Regions from separate parts of the Ovis aries genome. Here region 1 is linked to region 2. The links are chromatin contacts, called in public Hi-C maps. All regions are on one chromosome and are shown on one strand. Each heading gives the region's core, a stretch centred on a gene start, on an enhancer-like site or on the middle of the called end of the contact. The rest is flanking DNA. Distances are from core to core; before and after follow the strand shown. Region 1 holds the start of TMEM270 (transmembrane protein 270). Region 2 holds the start of ELN (elastin).

Evidence for each region. Hi-C and Micro-C count contacts between places; a contact is called where the count stands out from the background.
Region 1: a Hi-C map of muscle shows a contact between it and region 2, with 6 times the contacts expected there. The contact joins the promoter of TMEM270 here to the promoter of ELN in region 2. A contact is called at or near these places in 5 of 16 Hi-C or Micro-C datasets (hypothalamus, liver, mixed tissues and 2 more).

Annotation. Positions count from the first base shown.
Region 1 is chr24:33,906,230-33,909,837 of ARS-UI_Ramb_v3.0, forward strand. TMEM270 (transmembrane protein 270) reads right to left here and starts at 1,563. Exons shown (of 6, transcript XR_009598392.1): 1 at 1,453-1,563.
Region 2 is chr24:33,769,305-33,772,676 of ARS-UI_Ramb_v3.0, forward strand. ELN (elastin) reads right to left here and starts at 1,660. Exons shown (of 33, transcript XM_060405909.1): 1 at 1,520-1,660. The coding sequence starts at 1,601.

The DNA.
Region 1 (3,608 bases), core at 313-2,812, 140 kb after region 2:
TGGATGAGTGGGGACATGAGTGACCAAGTGTATAAATGGATGCACAGGCCAGCTGCAGACTGGCTCAGGAATAACTCCTTTCTTCAGTTTCCTAAATCTCTGAAACGTGAGGCCCTGGCACCCCCCAGAGGCCAGAGTCTCTAACTACCCATCGTCCCTAAAAACCTTGGGCATCAGCAGTCTCAGGAAGAAGGCGCATGGACGCAGATGAAGTGAGGGATTCTAGGAAACAAACAAACAAACAAAAAATTGGGTCCAGTTCTGGTTCTTGCTCTGACTTATTCTGGGACCGAGGGAATGGATGTTTAAGCTTCTAGGCTCAATCGCATCTGGATGTCTGCGCTGGTAAGTGATTTAAACAAAACTATGTGTGTAAAGCGACTGAGGGGGCTTCCCTGGTGGCTTAGACAGTAAGGAATCTGCCTGCAATGCAGGAGGCCTGGGTTTGATTCCTGAGTGGGGAAGATTCCCTGAGTAGGCAATGGCAACCCACAACAGTACTCTTGCCTGGAGAATCCCATATACAGGGGAGCTTGGCAGGCTATAGTCTTTTTTTGTTTTGTGTTTTCCTTAGAAGATGCCTGAGAGGGTTACCTGGCACAAAGCGGGTGCTCACAGAAAGCGATTTCCTTCCTAGAGGAAGCCCTAGGGCACACACGGCTTAGTCACCAAGTCCTGTCCAACTCCTTGTGACCCCACGGACTGTAGCCCGCCAGGCTCCTCTGTCCATGGGGTTTCCCAGGCAAGAATACTAAAGTGGATTGCCATTTCCTCCTCCAGGAGATCTTCCCCACCCAGGGATCGAGAGCTTTGGCAGGTAGATTCTTTAACACTGAGCCACCTGGGAAGCCCCAGAGGACACACGCACCCCCATAAATGCACGTGTGAGTGCATGCCCACACACGCACACGCACACCCCTCCAGCCCAGTATGGAAGAGGGACCGAGGGTGAGACCCCAGGCCAGACCAGACAGGGGAGGCACAGGGGATACATTTATTCTCCAGGCTCTGGCAGGACTGGCCTGGCCTCGGGGGCTGGGGACCCAGGGGGCGGGGTCTCAGGCGAGAGCCCCAAGGCCTTCTGGGGCTCAGCCTCCTGGGCCTGGGCCAGCTGGGCTGTGTGCTCAAAGGCGGCCTGCAGCAGGTGGGAGGCAAGGCAGGTGGTCCAGGTGATGAGGTAGGCCAGGTGCCAGGAGGTGAGTGCTACTGTGCTCTCCACCCACCAGTACAGACTCTTCAGCAGCGCCAGTGACCTCTGCACCACGCAGTTCTCCAGCAGAGCCTGGGGGCGGCGGGGGGGGGGGGGGCAAGTGGATGGGCAGGCGGCTGTCCAGAGCTCACAAGCCATACTGCCTGGCCGCTAGGTGCTCCCCCCATGACCCCCCAGCCCAGCCCAGGCCCAGTGTCCCAGGTTTGCGCTCCCCAGCCCAGCCGGCAACCGCCCTCACCCACCTTCCTGGGCAGCCAGCCCAGGCTGCAGCACTGGGCTTTCCGGTACAGTCTCCAGACCAGCAGCAGCAACAGCAACGCAGCCAGCATCAGGCTGTGCAGACACGACAGGAACAGGTCCGTCCAGGTGGCTGCAGACAGGCCCAGCTGCTCCCAGGCCCCCAGCCACTTCGGGGCCAGGCCCAAGGCCCGGGCACAGCCCAGCAGGCCTGTCCACACCAGCCTGGGCACCCGCAGGGCCAGGCACACAGGGACCTCTAGCAGCGTCAGCCCAGCCCGGAGAACCCGGCCCACGGGGCAGCCGGCGATCCTGGGGGGGGGGTGGGACCCCTGGGCCTCCCGGGTCAGCCCCGACAGCCAGTGGTTGAAGAGGAAGATCTTGAGGAGCAGGAAGTTGTAGAGGTGGGCCCGGTTCTGGACGAGCTACAGGAAGGGGAGACCGTTGTCACCCGTTGCTGGTCACTTGCCACAGGGGCCTGACTGTCCCGGGCTTTACGGTGCGGGTGTGGCTGCCAGGCCATCCGGGGCCAGGCCCTCCCCTTCTCAAGGCCTGTTTCCCCCACCTCATGAGTGATCTTTATCTGTCCACTTGGAAGGACTCCATTCTCAGGAGGGAGATTTAGTAGGTGTCTCATATTATATTTGATTTTCTTTCCTCTGGGTTTTTTTCCCCCCCCCCGCCCCCGCCTTTTTTTTAGTCACACCAGGTGGCTTGCAGGATCTTAGTTCCCTGACTAAGGATCGAACCGGTGTCCCCTGCAGGGGAAGCACAGAGTCTTAACCGCTGGAACACCAGGAAATTCCCTTTCCTTTGGGTTTCAATGGTTATTTACCACCCTCCAGACTAAGGTCATGTTTGAAAAAGAGGGGTGGGAAGGTTTGAAAAAGGGGGGTGCTCTAAAGAAAACTCTGCGGCTCTGCGGCTTGGGGGTGAGGCTTCTGAAAGCTATGGGATTACTCCAGGAGGAGGGCAGCCACCTCATTTCACCAGCGGCATCCAGCAGCAGCTTTGGCCCTCGCCCCCCTGGCCCTCATCAACTCCCCCTCACCAGTGTGGACAGCTTCACCACCAGCAGCAGAGTCCCCGAGAGGCTGGATCTGACCGGAGGGACTGCCTCCATGTCTGGCCCTCCTTTCGCTTCTCCAGTGGAAGAAGCAGGGTGACCTCACAGACACCGCAGGGTGGGGACCAAGTTACCGTGGGGACCCAGTTGCCACGAAAGTCTCCCCTTTCCTTGCCTCCTGCCCCATCACTTCTCAAGAACTGGGGTACTTGTCTTCCGCATCCTGTCGCCTTCCTGATGGGAGACTGCTCCCAGAGACATCAACTCCACAAACTTCCGGTCAGCCCGGCACAGGCAGCGAAGGCAGCCCAAAGATGCTGTACCTCCCACCTCCTTCCAAAGCCTAAAGGACCAGAGACCCAGGAGACAGAGATCTTCACCCCAGGGCCGCAGGCGACAGGACGCTTGCAGGCAGATGGAAGCCTCAACCACCCAACTCTGAAAGCTCCTACCTAACCCCCTCTCATCCTTCTTGTATTTTGCTAAAAGATTGGTCTCATCACAAAGTAGAGAAGTCAGCTATAACCTTTATTCTCTGATCTGAGTGATGCGTCAGTGGCTTCCAAGACTCAGATGAGGGCAGGGGAGAGAAAACGTGCCCACAAAAGTCTTCAGAGCGTCTTGGAGAAAGGCATTCAGAGAGGGTAAGGGGGCAATTTACTGGGCGAGACCCCTGGGGGGCCACAGGCTGCCTGGAAGAGAGGTTTCTGGAAGCCGTGGATCAGAGTTAAAGTCTTAGAATTCTGAGAGAATGCAGAACCTTGATCACAGCCTTTCCTACAATGCTTTGCTGTCTGGGTCCCAGCAAGTGCCCAGAGATGCTCCAAGGATGAGGCTCTCAAGCCACTTAGAAATTTTTTAAAAGCGCGCCCTCTGGTGGCCCGTGAGTGCAGGGCACAATAGCAGTCTCACTCCCTTTCTCCGCGAGGACCCTCGTGCAGGATACAACCCGCCATAAAGAGTCCCTGGAAGGTCAGAGGTGACCCCTGCCCAGGATGGGCCCCGTTCGCCCATTTGTGTCCTCTCCCGGGGCGACAGCTGGGGTCCATTTCGAGGAGGGTGCAAAGTCCCTCGGCTCCGTCCGCTGCCCTTACC
Region 2 (3,372 bases), core at 410-2,909:
GACGGCTGCTGCCCTGGGATGGTCTCTCTGCCCCCCGCAGGGCCCCACCTGATGCTGCGCCAGCATCCCTCAGCTTTGTCCAGATTCGGGAGCTGACCTCTGTGCAGGAAGCCCCTGCTCCCAGCGGTCCTGCCCTGCTGGTCAATCTCACGGAAACAGCTGCTGCCCCTGCCCAGCTCCTGCTCCTGCCCTCCAGCCTGGCCCTGTTCCACCCAGTGGCTCCCCCCCATCCCGACACTGGACCCCACTGGTTCTCACGGCAAAGAGGACTCTCCTGGAAACCAGACCCCACCCAGGCTACCCCACCAAAGGTTCAGGAGCCTGCCTGCACCTCTCTCTCCCCACGGCCAGGAGCACCTCCGGGGGACGCTGGGGGACCACTCCCAGAGTCCCCCCCAAGGCGCGTAGCAACCCGGAGAGGGGCGTCCTCTGGGACCAGGGCAGGGAGCATGCCAGGCGGCCCAGGGGTGCCCCCAGGTTCACGCAGGCTCCCAGCACTCAGGGCTCTCCCTCTGCCAGGAGACAGATACCTCCTCCAGCTTCCTTGTCCTCGCTGGTGTTCCATACCACACACACTTGCATGCACACACTCACACGCACGCACGTGCTCAGTGACAAACCACACCCAGTGACACCTGGACACCAGATCGCCTCTGGGGACACGCCTGTTGGGTGGCAGACTTTTGCACATGCTAACAGGCACTTTCGCATATCCTATAACACTCCTCCTTCCAACACACACACACACACACACACACACTCACACACAAACACACACACCTGTCCGGGGATGAACCTGTGAACATTCATCCCCTCCCAGAAGCCTCTTCCTTTATCTGATGACACGATCGGACATATACAGACCATGCATACCTGCGCAAGGGCATGTAACACACTCGTGCACACACGCACATTCACACACTTACACACATGCTCAGAAGTCCCAGCCTTTCTCATCAGGGACAGACCACAGCGGCAGCTTTCCAACCCGCAATCCTGCAATCAACTTAACCCTGACATCACCCGGAGCAGGTCCCGACTTCCCAGGGGACGAGGAACCTGCCGAGGTCAGAGAGCTCACTGCCGCAGAGCTGGCCTGCAGCCCAGGTCCCCTGTCCCTGGGGCACGTGTGCACAACCACTGGGTCCACAGGTGTGCCAACTGCCGGTGCTCACAGACCCAAAGGGACCTCGTCAGCCCTTCCCCAGCGTGCTCGGGACCCCCATCCTGAGAGAGCCCCCCAGGACAGAGCAAGGTTCATCCGCTCTGTGGGGGCAGCAGAAGCCGGCGCTGGTCTGGGACCATTCTGAGTCTCGGGGCAAACGTATGACAGGTTTCTGCTCTGCACGGCTGGCTCCCAGGAGGGGTGGTTCCGAGGGTCCAGTGGCTGAGGGGCTCCTGCCTGGGCCCCCTCTTGAGGGTGCTGGGAGGGCAGGGCGCCCTCTCGTCGGTCGGTCCAGCCACCTGAGCGGGCGGCCCCAGGGCTGCGGGTCCTTCGGGGGAACAGGGTGAGGCCTACCTCCGGGCTGCGAGGGGTGAAGGATGCACAGCAGGAGCAGGAGGACTCCGGGCCGCCGAGCCGCAGCCGTCAGACCCGCCATCTCGGGGAGAAATGCCCCAGCCCGCTCTCTGCGCCTCGTTTTATCCCCAAAGCGTAATTGCTGCCTCGTCGGCTGCGAGGGAAGGAGGGAGGGAGAGAGGGCGGGCGGGAAGGCGGGAGAAGGGGGCGGCCTCGGGGAGGGGGCCACGGGGAGGGGGCAATTACGAAAGGCCGGCTTGCAAGCCTCCCAGGCTGGGTCTGACTGGACTGGACTGTGGGCTCTTTTTTTTTTTTTTTTCCCTTAAAACACACACGCGCACATACACACGCGCGCACACACACACACAGAGTTTCCCCCCATCTCTCTCTTGCTTTCCCTCTGCGGCTGTTCTTTCGCTGCTGGCCCTGTTCCCGCCAGAAAGTGCGAGGGGGGCCTCTGCCAGGACAGCCCTCGGGAGAGGAAGCAGGAGGGAGGGCCCTGCAGCCCGGCCAAAAATCCGGCCCCAGCCAAGGCCTGAGTGGCCAGGCCCCCGCCCCTCCGGCTGGGCCCCGGGCCCAGTGTGGGGACACAGGCCAGCTGTCCTGCGCCTCTGCCCCCCCACCTCGGCCCTCCAGACTCCCTCAACACTCCCAGACCCAGCCAGAGACAGGCCAAAGCTGGGGAGGGGGCTGTTGGTTGGACCTGGGGTCCAGGGTCCATCCAGGCCAGGGTCTGGAGAGGTCACGGGGCTGTGGGCAGAATGTCTGGGAAGGTGAGACCGTGTTGCTGCTGCCCCCGTGGGGCATCTGGGTGCAGGGAAGGGGCCCCTGATGCCCTGCAGGGCTCCATTCTCTGTGGGTTAAGGTCACAGCCTCCTGCCTGAGGCTGGGGAGTGGGTGATGGGTTGGTCTAGGATCCAGGTCTGCAGAGGCCAGGTGGCTGTGGGCAGAATGGCTTGGGGGTTGAGACCCTGTTGGTGTCATTCCCTGGGACATCGGGGGGTCACATTGGAGACTGATATATTACAGGGGCTCCGTCTGTCACGGGTGAAGATATAGCCCCCTGCAGTTTATGCGGGCCACAGTGTCTGGTTAAGATCAGGCTGGATCCCCAGGTGCCCTACAGAGAACCAGGGGGGCGGGGGAGCCCACTCAGACTGATAAGTGGCCCAACATCCCCCACCTGAATCACTCGGCCCCCACCTGTCCCAACGCCGAGCATCCCTAGAACCCAAACCAGACCTGGTAGCCCTCAGACTACCAGGTTTCTCCTTGTCCCAGGAGAATACCTGGGACTGACATTCCTCTGGCGGCCAGGAGGGGGAGGCCCTGAGCTGAAACAACTGGGACCAGCATTTCCAGAAGGACTTGGGCTGTCCTCGCCTGACTGAGGGATCGGGACCCTGGGGATTGAGGAGGTGAGATGGGGTGGGAAATGAGGGGGTCATGCCTCCCCACCTAAGTGGGGAAAAAATCTGGGGGCCAGAGGATAGGAGGGGGAGACTGGTACCTGACTTTACCCCAGCTTATGACGGGGAAGAGTCAAGGCCGTGAGTTCTGAGAGCTTTTCCCTGCATCCAGAGGGAGGATAAGAGGAGAGCACAGTCACCAGTCCGAGGACAGGAGTTAAAGGACCCCTCTTCCAGCCAGGAGCACCGAGGCAGTCGGCAGGGCCAGCGGGGGAGGCCGGGACTGCAGGGGCCAGAGGCCAGGCATTGGGCTCGGTGGGACCCAGGATTAAAATTCTGGCTCGAGCACTTTCTATCAGGGTAACCTCTTCAAAGGACTTCGGTTTCCTCATCTGTCATACGGTGATAAATACTCCTGCCTGGGAGCTTATCGCAAAGATGGGT